Linked DNA regions of Mus musculus: region 1 is linked to region 2. A link is a contact called in public promoter capture Hi-C data. All regions are on one chromosome and are shown on one strand. Each heading gives the region's core, a stretch centred on a gene start, on an enhancer-like site or on the middle of the called end of the contact. The rest is flanking DNA. Distances are from core to core; before and after follow the strand shown.

The links. Promoter capture Hi-C pulls out the DNA fragments that hold promoters and counts their contacts.
Region 1: a contact with region 2 is called in a promoter capture Hi-C map of pre-B cells, with 7 times the contacts expected there. The contact joins the promoter of Clec16a here to the promoter of Mettl22 in region 2. A contact is called at or near these places in 3 of 39 promoter capture datasets (liver and pre-B cells) and 1 of 115 datasets of contacts at active chromatin or transcription factors (astrocytes).

What each region holds. Positions count from the first base shown.
Region 1 is chr16:10,542,677-10,548,367 of GRCm38.p6, reverse strand. Clec16a (C-type lectin domain family 16, member A) reads right to left here and starts at 3,029. Exons shown (of 23, transcript NM_001204229.1): 1 at 2,726-3,029. The coding sequence starts at 2,805. It overlaps Dexi (dexamethasone-induced transcript), which reads left to right and starts at 5,314. Exons shown (of 2, transcript NM_021428.4): 1 at 5,314-5,691. The coding sequence starts at 5,678.
Region 2 is chr16:8,468,877-8,474,116 of GRCm38.p6, reverse strand. It overlaps Mettl22 (methyltransferase like 22), which reads right to left and starts at 3,304. Exons shown (of 11, transcript NM_146247.1): 1 at 3,252-3,304; 2 at 151-286. The coding sequence starts at 268. Gm30012 (a long non-coding RNA gene) reads left to right here and starts at 2,966. Exons shown (of 5, transcript XR_384641.4): 1 at 2,966-3,174; 2 at 4,522-4,574; 3 at 4,903-5,041.

The DNA.
Region 1 (5,691 bases), core at 1,780-4,279, 2.1 Mb before region 2:
AGCAGAGAAAGACTTGTTCCCCCTTACACCTCTGTGACCCTGAAGAAAGAAATATAAAATCAACAACTAAAGAACCCTACTCTCAATTTTCTTAAAATCTTAACCTCTTATTCCACCAAGACTGCTACATCAGGACAATGATGTCCTGGAGACCAGCAGGGTGATGCATCCTGGGTCTCCCTGATCTAGAGACTGCGGCAGGAGATGCATGAATGCACGCTTTCCCTGGCTTGGGTCTGTTTTAAAGGATCTGGGGCCGTCAGTCACTTAGTAACCGGGAAGGCGATCTGCTCTGCTTTACTTGGCTTTCCTGTTTCAGTACGGAAAATCCCATGTTCTGCTCCCCAACCCCCACCCCAGACTGGACAAACGTTAGGTGTTCATTGGCCCCCATGTCTGATAAAGCCTCTTTCTTCTCACAGCCTTGCTTCCCATAGCTATGAGTTCCTACCTGGATTGGCCATAAATCTGACTATGGTGCCCCTAATGTGGCTGTGCCTTATGATGACACTTCCCCATTTAGGGGATCTCTGATACAGTGTTGCCTCCTCCAGAAAGCTTCTATAAAGGAATTCTACAGACCCCTGGGACCACTAGAGTCCCGAGATTTGACACACTGAAGAGTCCTGGCTCCACTGTGGTCTCCTAGCAGCAGCTAGCAGTCTCCCCCAGGAGTTGGTACTCAGAATGCAGATGAAGGCAGCACAAGCACTGGGGTAGGCACTAGATGTCTGCAGCCCCCTTTCCAAGTCACCTTGGATCTTCTAGGTCTTGTGCCAATCAATACCCAGGTTCCTGAAGCTGTGAAAGGGAATAAACAGAGCAGCCTGAATTAAGGTGGGCAAGCTCTTTTTCCCAGGACCTCTGAAGTGAACCAGAGACATTCCCAGGGTATCAGGAAGGGACCTGAGGTCCTTTACATTACCAGGTGTCCATTGTTGGCCAGCAAAAATGTCCCATTGGCCATCACATGCAGCCCAGTCAAAAGTTTCCTCAAACTAAGAAGTTTTATCCAGAAAGACATTATAACAAAGAAACCAGAATTGAAACTTGCCTTAAGCTACCTGGATCCTAAGTCTATCTATATAGGACACAATCAAACTCATAGACTTGTGATGAATAAAACAAACAGGAAATCCTTAACCAGGCAAAGTAACACAATAATGGGAATTTAAAGGGGCTACAGTCCCAAGTGAAGTGAGAGCCAGCAGGTGCTTAGGCTGGTAGGACACCCAGCCCCTCGGGACAATCATCCTCCCCTTCACAGCCACTTATCCACACCCCACTCCCTTTCCGGGCCATCTGCCATCCCGGTTAAGATTTCTGAATTGCTACCAACCCCCACTCTTGCCCTCTACCTCTTTCCTCTCCACCCCCAAATCATCCAGCTCTTCACATTTGGAGATTTACAAACATTTACTAAATCCTTGCTCCATGACAGAAAGAAGCCATTCTACACCCCAACATCAAAGGGGAAGTCCCATCTAATTTTTAGCTTGCCAATCTTTTCTAGGGACCCCTGTCTTCCTTTCTGTTGTTACCGCACTATCTTCCTGTCCCCATACAAAGCTTCTGGGGTCCCCTCTGAAACTGCCTTCTCCGCCCCCCCTTGGTACCTCCACCTCCAGTTCTCTCCCTGGAGCCTCTCATTTCTCTAAGGTCTCTGTCTTCTACCACTCTCTCTTTGTAGTCCCTTCCAATCCTCTGGCAATATAAGTGCAAAGAAACCAAGCAGGTTCTCCCGTCTTGGGAGTGTCAGTTTAACAAAAGCTAGAAAGGAAGTGAAAATAAACAGAGCCACAGAAGACAGCAAGGGTATAATGACTGGAACTTAGAGACAGAAAGGAACTGGAATGGGCTGGGAAGGCTTGAGTGCCTCTGTTAGCCACTCCTGTAGAGCAATCCTGAATCAATCACTTAACATGCTCAACATTACCCAATTCTTGTACAGTTCCCAGTTCCCAGCTGGTAATGGCAAATTGGAAGGACAGAGAGAGAAAATATGCCCAAAGCTACAGTCATTAAGTCAGGATTTGAACACAGGTCTAACTCCAAAGCTAGCCTCTTCTGTGTACTTCCCTGTTTCCCCAGGACTCTGTAAGCCTCCTGTCTTCTCTAAAGGTGCTACTGCTGACTATCCCTCTAGAATTCCTTCTGAAAATACTTGTGTTCTTTTAATCAATGTTCTTTTTAGAGCACTTGTACATGTTCTGTGCGTTTTCTTCATTCTCTTATCCAACCAATCCTAAAAATAACCACAAAAAGTGGTACTGTCACTCTATTCGTTTTACAGTGAAGGAAACTGAAGCCTAAATGCATACTGTTAACTAAAATCGAATCCAGATCTGGCCGGGTCAATGGCCTCGTAACTATGCAGTCCAAGAAGTGCTACCCCAAGAAGCCCAGTGGCCACTGTCTGTCCCCGGGACATCAAGACAACTCCAGCCCACAAAACGAAAACTCAACGATGCCCTTACTTTTCAGGTTAGGTGTCTGGAGACTGAAAAATCACGCGACTTGTCCAAGGTCACACACAGAGCCAGAAGTGAAAGAGTCAGGGTTCGAAGCCAGGTGCCCTGACTCCAAAGCCTTGCGGATAACCAACATACAACCCTCCCGCGGCACCCCTGTCTTCCTCGCACCTCCGAGCCCCGCAAGCCAAGCCCGCGTCTGGGCGTCCGCGCCCGGCCCCGCGGCCTTCCCGCCGCGCGCCCCGCACACTCACTTCAGGTGGTCCAAGGAGTGGATGTTGCGGGAGGACTTGCTGTGGCCCCCGCCCACCCAGCTCCGTGAGCGTCCAAACATGTCCGCAGACCAGCCCTGTCGCCTGCCTCACGGTTTCATGTCCGAGCCGCCCAGCGGCCCGGTGTCCGCGGCGACATCTCAAGCCCAGCCAGCGGCGGCGGGGGCGGTGGAGAGACTGCCAAGCACCTTGCTCCCCAGCCCAAAGCCCCGCACTGACATTCAGCCGGAACCGGCCGTTCGACCGCCGCGCTTTACGGCCGCCGCCGCGAGGAAATCTGGGAAATGAAGTTCTCCGGCGAGGCTCTTGACGACAGGACTCTGCGAACGGACTACAAGGACCGGCATGACTCGCGCGACCGTCCAGAGGAGGCGGGACAAGAGGAAGGAAGAGGCTGGGCACTGTCAAGGTGGGCGGAAACGGTTTGCTGAAATCGGAGTAAGACTATCTGACCTTATTTATTGTTAGCTTTGTGATTAGAAGAGTGTCTCGAAACCCCAGCTAAAATTGGAGACCACCCTTGGCAATTTGGCAAGGTTTAGTTCTCTTAAAAAGTATTACGTGCGCGTGCGCGCGCGCGCGCGCGCACACACACACACACACACACACACGCACTTAGAGTCTGTAAAACTTTGGAAAGCAAGTTCTCGCCTTCCACTATTTGAGATCTGAGAATTGAAGTCGGATCTTCAGACTTGTCAGCATCTTTGCTTAACAGCTGAGCCATTTTGATGGGTCTAACTCTTTAAAAAAATTTTTTAAAGGGGTGGGAATGTGGCTTATGCATTATGGATGCAACCTTCAATATCGCAATAATAAGAATTAAAAATAAAAAGCATTGAGTAGTACATTATCATTTGTCATTATCCTAAGTGATTAATTATTTAATTCTCACAACCATATGAAGTAGATGCTGTTATTAACCTTATTTTACAATTCAGGAAACTGAGTCACAGAGGCACTTTATGTGTGACAGACGCAGGATTCAAGCCCAGGTACCCTTATTTGCTTCTGTTGACAAAACCAATCAGTAACATTCTGGTTTGTCCTTACAACCTTTTTCTTTTGCACATTAGTCTTAAAACATTTTGTAAAGATGTGAGCAGCATTGTAAAGCTAACCACGATGAACTTTCAGAGGTTTCCTCTGGTCATTATTGAAAACTCATGCCATTTCCCAACTAATTCAGTAAGAAAGAAAGAGAACTCCAAGATCTCCATGAAAGGTTACATACACCTGGACTTCCTTCCCAGACTGGAAGTGGGAACCTCGGTGGGAAGCAAGATTTTGTGCCCCACACCCTCTCATTTATTCATTTCTACATCTCATAGCTATTTAACCCCTGTGACAGCCCATTGACTGTCCTAGGAAAAGAGTTGAGTCAGGGACCAATGTTCTCTCCAGGGCCCAGGACAAGATTTGCACATAGCACGTTTTTAGATGAATATTGATAGAGTGAATGGTTTGCATTGCTTCCAAGAATTAGAGAGATGTAGACTGGCATCAGGCTAATGGTTTCCCATGTAAAAGTCATGAAAGAACAAGAACATGTCTGACCTCCAAAGGAAATGACAGAGACTCAGCAGCTTCGAGAATCCATTTCTCTGGAATTTGTTTTCCTCATCTGTGAAAAGGGAATATACTACATTGCCTTGTCCAGCTCCTATAAACCTAAGTGTGACTTAGATTAAAGGCCTTTGTAAGAATTGAGGATAGACCTTAATCCCAGAACTCAGGAGACAGAGGCAGTGGAACTCTACATGTTCTGGGACAGCCTGGTCTATAGCCAATTTCAGGGCACCCAGAGGCTTCATGGTGAGACCCTGGGTTTTCAGGGTTTGGGTTTTGTTGTTGTTGTTGTTGTTGTTGTTGTTGTTGTTGTTTTCAAAAACAGATGTAGAGCTACATCTCGTCTATATCTTGCACACACAGACCTTGGTTTTGATCCCTCGCAAACTCATCCTCCTGACGAAGCACAAAGGTGGTCTGTAAACCGAAGAATCTGAGCAGATATATACTTAGCATTATTGGTTGGTTGGTTGGTTGGTTTTAAACATGGACTGCAAAATAATAGAAACAATAAGCAGCCTTATTGGCAGAAGATTTGACCTGCTTGTGGTACTTTCCATCCGGGTGTCATGGAACCCTATAATGCCTCTGTCAAAGGCACTCAGTAATTGATTTTTTTTTCTTACTATACCGTGAAAAAGAAAACAACAAAAGCGCTTTGGGGATATCTAAGATTTTCAGTGGAATTACCGGCATTCCTTTTCCACCCGGCATCATTTTAAAGGGGGTAAACTAAGTTCCAAAAAGGTGACGCTCCATACCTAAGTTCGAGATGCAGTCTAAGGAGTGCCAACTGCAGAAGAGCAACTTAGAGACTGGAGCACCTCCCATGGGGCGGAGCAAATGAGTACCCGCCCCCGGACAGCTCAAGCCAATAAACGTGGAGCACTGAGCTAGCCAATAAATACGGGCGAGCATGCGACTGGCCAATGAATGAAGAGCCTCTGGGTAGGCGGTGCTGGGAAGCCCAGAGCGACTTGGCGGCTGCAGCGATGGGCAGTGAGCCTGCGGGGGCGCCGAAGGTGCCTGAGGAACGCCTCGGGGAGACAGCAGCGGCCTCAACTCTGAGCTGCGGCGGGGGCGCGCGAGCGCAGCGTACAAAGCGAGTCGCTGGCCACTTCTAGGGGGGTGGCCCTGAGGGGCGAGCGGCCCGTGTGGCCCGATCCCGGGGCTCCGTGACCCGGCCCTGAGCATCTCGGGGTGTCAAGGAGCGTCTTCGGAGGCCGCCCGGGGCCCAGCGCTGCCGCCACCGAGCCCCGGGGCGCCCCCTGGATGGCTGAGCTGCCCCCTCGCCGGCCGCCCGGGCGCCGCAGCGGCTGAGGTCGCTGGGATCGCCCGGCCGCCGCCCCCATCGCCGGCCCCTGCATGCCCGGCGCCCG
Region 2 (5,240 bases), core at 2,055-4,554:
TGTTTTCTTTGTCAGTTTTTGCAATGAAGTTTTGATTTAAAAAAGAAGAGGTTTCCCCCAAAAGAAGTATGTAAAAAAAAAAAAAAGAAGAAGAAGATGATAAAGGGCCCCAGCAGGCAGCCAGTTGCTCCACTCAGACCCGGATCTTACCTGGCTGCCCCATGCCATTCAGCCGCACCATGAGGTGCCTCTGGTTGGGGGTGTACAGGTGGACATCTGACAGCACAGTGTCACTTTTGAAGGTGACCTCGTCCATGGCTGGGCCCATGCTATTCCTGGGATGCACCTGAGACAGAAGAACAAGTCCAGGTGGCCAAGGGAAGCCTGGAACATCTTCCTGGATGACACCCTTTATACTGCCCTGCCCCCCCCCCCCCCCCCATGTCTCTTCTGTGGCTGAGGATCCGTCCAAGGCCTTGCACCGGCTTGGCAAGCTCTCCATCACTAAGCTATATCTCAGCCATGTTTTTATTTTGAGACAGACTGGCCTTGACTTATTCTGTATTTCAGACAAGCTTGAGTTTGTGATCTTAGTGGGATAACAGGTCTGTACTACTTGCACTTTTCAAGCAGCCAAGAAAGCTGGGGAAACCGCACGGTAAACATGGTATATCCACCGCTTGGATTGATGGAAAACTAGCACTTTGTTATGTGTAGTTACACAATCTATCTAAGAATATATAACATCTACCTAATAATAGGGAACATCTATCTATGAATAATATAACATCTACCTAATAAAAGACTATCTACTCAATAGTAGAGACCATCTACTTACTACTGAGACCATCTATCTAATAGTAGAGATTGTCTGTTTAATAATAGACACGCAGCTGGGCGGTGGTGGTGTAGATGCTTTTAATTCCAGCACTCAGGCTGAGGCAGAGCTCTGTGGCTCTGAAGTCAGCATGGCCTACAGAGTGAGTTCCAGGACAGCCATGGCTACACAGAGAAACCCTGTCTCGAAATCAAAACAAACAAACAAACAACGCTCCCCAAAATAGAGTCCCTATATATAATAGATCATTTGCCTAATAACAGACTATATTCCTAATAGAGACCACCTACCTAATAATGGAGACTATCAAATAATATATACCCATCTATCTAAGAGACCATCTATCTAATAAGAGACCATATATTTAATAATGTATTATCTAGCAATCATCTATTAATACATATTATCTATCTTATCCAGTAAAGCATATTACCTACTATCTACTATCTATCTATCTATCTATCTATCCATCTATGATTTCTCCTTTGAATTCTCTTAAAAGTGAACTGAAGACAACATGACATTTTACTACTGAATTCTTTCATTACCTGTCTCTGAGGAATACTTTCCTATATAACTATATACTACAATTAGAAACCATATCCAAGCCACAGTGGTTGCAAACAGGAAGGCTTTCCTTCCAACTAACTGTTCTACCTCACCACAGAGCACCAGCGGAAGTCTGACGGGCCTCGAAGCTGGGCAACTAGGTATAAACTCTGGTCCCCCACCTCCCAGCTACAGACCTCGGGGGGAATCACTTTCCTCTCTGGACCTGCTCTATCAGCCATATTGCCACCTTGCAGGAGTGTGGGAGTGGGGTGAGGTGTGGGAAAAGCTCTGAGCAGAGTCTTTGAATTACAACAGGTGTGAAATAGCGGCGACTTCTTTGCCACGAGGTTGGTTTCATGTGTTTGGCCCAAACCTGCCCTTCTCCAGTGCCTACAGGGACAATTCCTACGTGGTTGGTGTGCTTACGGTGAGTCAAACTCTTAGGAGCCTCCATTTGTTTTCAAACTGGAAGATGGAAACGGTTTAATTTTATTATCATAATTCAGATGTCTTCATGCTCTAACTGCCCACAGCTGGAGCTTTGTATATGGATGAGTGCCAGGGAACGGCAATGGCGCCAACCCAGAAAGTTCTTCTCCGAGTTTGCTTTGTTTCCCTCCACAGCATGATAAGCCAGCGAAAACGTAAGCGGGTAAGCAGGTGTGAACTGGGGCTGGGAATGAAACCAATGTGGGATTTCATGTGAATGAAATCAAAGAAGTACTCAGCCTTCAGCAAAACCACTGGCAACAAAAATCAGACATGATTCAGGCAGAGGAAACACAGCCTAGCCCTAACCACCTACTGGTTCGAGGTAGACTGGCTCCCCTAGTTCTGAATGGAAGACAAGATTTGGCTTTTGGTTTTGGTCCAAAAAATCCTCTCTGCCATCTTTGGGAACACTGACCATGAATAAGAGGATAGAATGTGTTGTTATGGTACACAAATTTACACCTCAGAGGATGCATGTTCATTGTTCATTCTGTAAGTGGGAATTATATGAGGACCAAATCGTCTAACATATAGGTGGAAAACAAATTCTCTACTAACCTCTGGTCGACTTCGTCTACTTAAAAGTATGAATGAAGCAGGTTTCCCAGGAAATGTGGCCTGAGAGAGAAGTCCCAGGTCATGAGCCTCCTTTAAGGGTTTCGCCTGGGAATCAGCATTCTGGAAATAGGGAGGCACTGAGGCCTGTGTGAGGATTAAACGTGACAACCGTCCCTTTCAGGGATCATCAGTAACTTGTAAGTAGCTACAGGATCATGTTTATAGAAAAGTGTCCCGGGGAGATGGCTAGAGACCTTGAGACAGTTTCTCTACTTAGAAAATGCATGGTATAGAGAGGTGTCCAGTTTCTCCTAGGTACTGCTGGAAAAGCAGTCCCAGGTTTCATGTTGCAAATTCATTCCGGTAGGGGAGCTGGCAGGTCGTCTAGGCAATTCCGAGACGGCAGAGTTGGATTCCCAAGAATTCTTCAAGGGTTACAGCCACTGTTATTCCCCAAACCAGTCTACCGGGGTGGACAGAACTCCCCTCCTCCCAGGCAGGTGGATGCACACCCACTGGACAATCAAAACTTAGGAGCTGGGAGAGGGAACGCCAGGAAGCTGGAGGGCGCAGGGCTCAGAGGTGCAGGAAAGGGCTGGCCACGCGCGCAGGGCGGCGTCAGCGGCTCCAGGGACCTCCTCCATTAGCGGCCAGTCACTCTGAAGAAGCCAGTCGCTAACCCGGCCTCTCCTTCCCTTCCTAATCCGAGACAGAGTGGGACTGCCTCACCCAGCACGGAAACCGAGACGTCCCATACAGAAAGGGAAACTGAGGCTGAGGGTTCAGACTTCAAGGTCGTGTAAGCTTGGCTCTCAAAGCCAAGATGCTCCCTGGGTTCTTCCCGGTCCCGCCCCCTCTCCCGGGCTCTTACCCGCCATGACACTGGTCTGAAGTCCCACGCGGAACCCTAGCCATGGGGCTCAGGAAGCCGCCATGACGGACAGCTTGCGCAGGCGCGGTCCAAGCGCCGGCTCGGGTCGCGCATGCGCACGCGGCGGCAGCCGCTAGCTAACACCTGATGCTCTCGCTCAGCCCTGTGGCGGCCACTGGAGGCTCAGCTGTCACCTGGTCGGATTGCTCATATGGCCGTCCAGAGTGGGGACGCCTCTGCACTTCGGTGTTTGGAATCCCTCCTGTAAAAAATTTAAATATGGCTAAGAATCTCAGCGGTGTAGAGAGCCCAGCACAAGAAAAAAAAGTTAAATAATTTGCTTTAAGTGTTAGAGTCATTAAAGATCAGAGTCCTAATAAGCTGTATTTAACCATTGTTCCTAAGTATGCCCAGGAAACAATTAATAGGCAAAAGCAGAAGACAAAAACATACAATGACCCACCCAAGTACATGTTTCGGGCACCGATAGGATATTTATGTTTAAGTAGAGTGCTATAGTTATGCATAGCTAAGCAGTCCTGGTCTGGGTATGGTACTGCCCATCATTGCTCCATCCTTTTTTTTTTTTTTTTTTTTTTTTTTTTTTTTTTTGGCTTCAATCTATCCTGCAAGGAGTTTTGAAAAGTTGTAATTCTCTTCCTGGAAGACAGTGACTCATCTGTTTGGTCCCTGGTATTAACCTTTATCTCCTCCCAGCTTGGGACTGTTGGGGAAAATCAAAATTTGGGGGTTGACTGTTTCAATAATCTGATAGCCAAAGGGAGGGGCACAAGTGTGTTACGTTTAGAATATCCTTATTCCGGCAAGGCAGGCAGGCTGGAGGATCACTCAGCCACTAAGTGGTGAGGATTCAAATTGGAGGGTGAGGGATCCGGAGTGTGTTAGCCAGCATGCCCCTTGTTTCTTCCCAGTGTTATGTATACCCTGCGTTTAGCATCCTTACAAGCAATTGGCAGGACTAACGGATCTAGTCATCAAGTCTCCAGTAACGATGATCCCGGATCTTTCTAAGTTGGAGTCTAGCATAAAATGAAATAGGACACAAATATTACACCTTAGGTAAACCTTATCCTGTTCAGAATGCTGAGAATGGTAAGTGCTTAAGGTTGGAGGCTGTATTTAGTCACTTATTTTTGTGGCTGTGATAAATACTCAGGAAAAACCACTTAAGGAAATAATGACTTCTTTTGTCTCATGCTTTCAGAAACCACCTAAGGAAATAATGACTTCTTTTGTCTCATGCTTTCAGAGGTCCAGCATTGCTAGCTCCATTGCTTTGGAACTGTGGGAGCTAGAGCACAGGTAATGGGAGGCCAAGCGCTAGACCCAAAGGCTCAATGACATATTGTCTCCAGCTAGGCTCCACCTCCAGAGGGTTCCACCCACTGGATTATAAATCTAACAGTGGATGAATCTACCCATGAAGGCGTCTGATCCCTATGATCCCACACAGGGGCTAACACAGGCTCACACTGAAATCCCCACCTCTGATCAACACTTGCATAGGGGCCAGGCTTTGAATACATGCTCACTTCTGGGTACACTTTGATCTAAACTGTAGCCGAGGCAAATGTGAATCTCATGTCCTCTATTTGCTTTCCGCTTGCCCCCTGGATTATCTGAACGTTAGGGCTCAAAGAAGAAGTGTGGCCAATTGCAGAAGATGGGGCAGAGAGAGCCCATGGACACTCCAGGCTCCGGGTGAATTCTCATCTCTTTTCCCTAGAAGCAGAGCAGAATGAAGTGACCATCAAGGCCACATCTTCCTTGTAAGTAAAGCATCAAGTTTCTGGGCTATCCCAAACTGCCTCGACCAACTTTCAGAAGCCACTGCTTTCTGTTGCTATTTTCCTGATGGCTACACAATGCTGAGCAGACACCTCCCCACACCAAGACACATGGATGTAGAGAGTCAGGCAGGCATAGCAACACATGCAGATGAGCACACGTGTATATTCTGCCAGGATA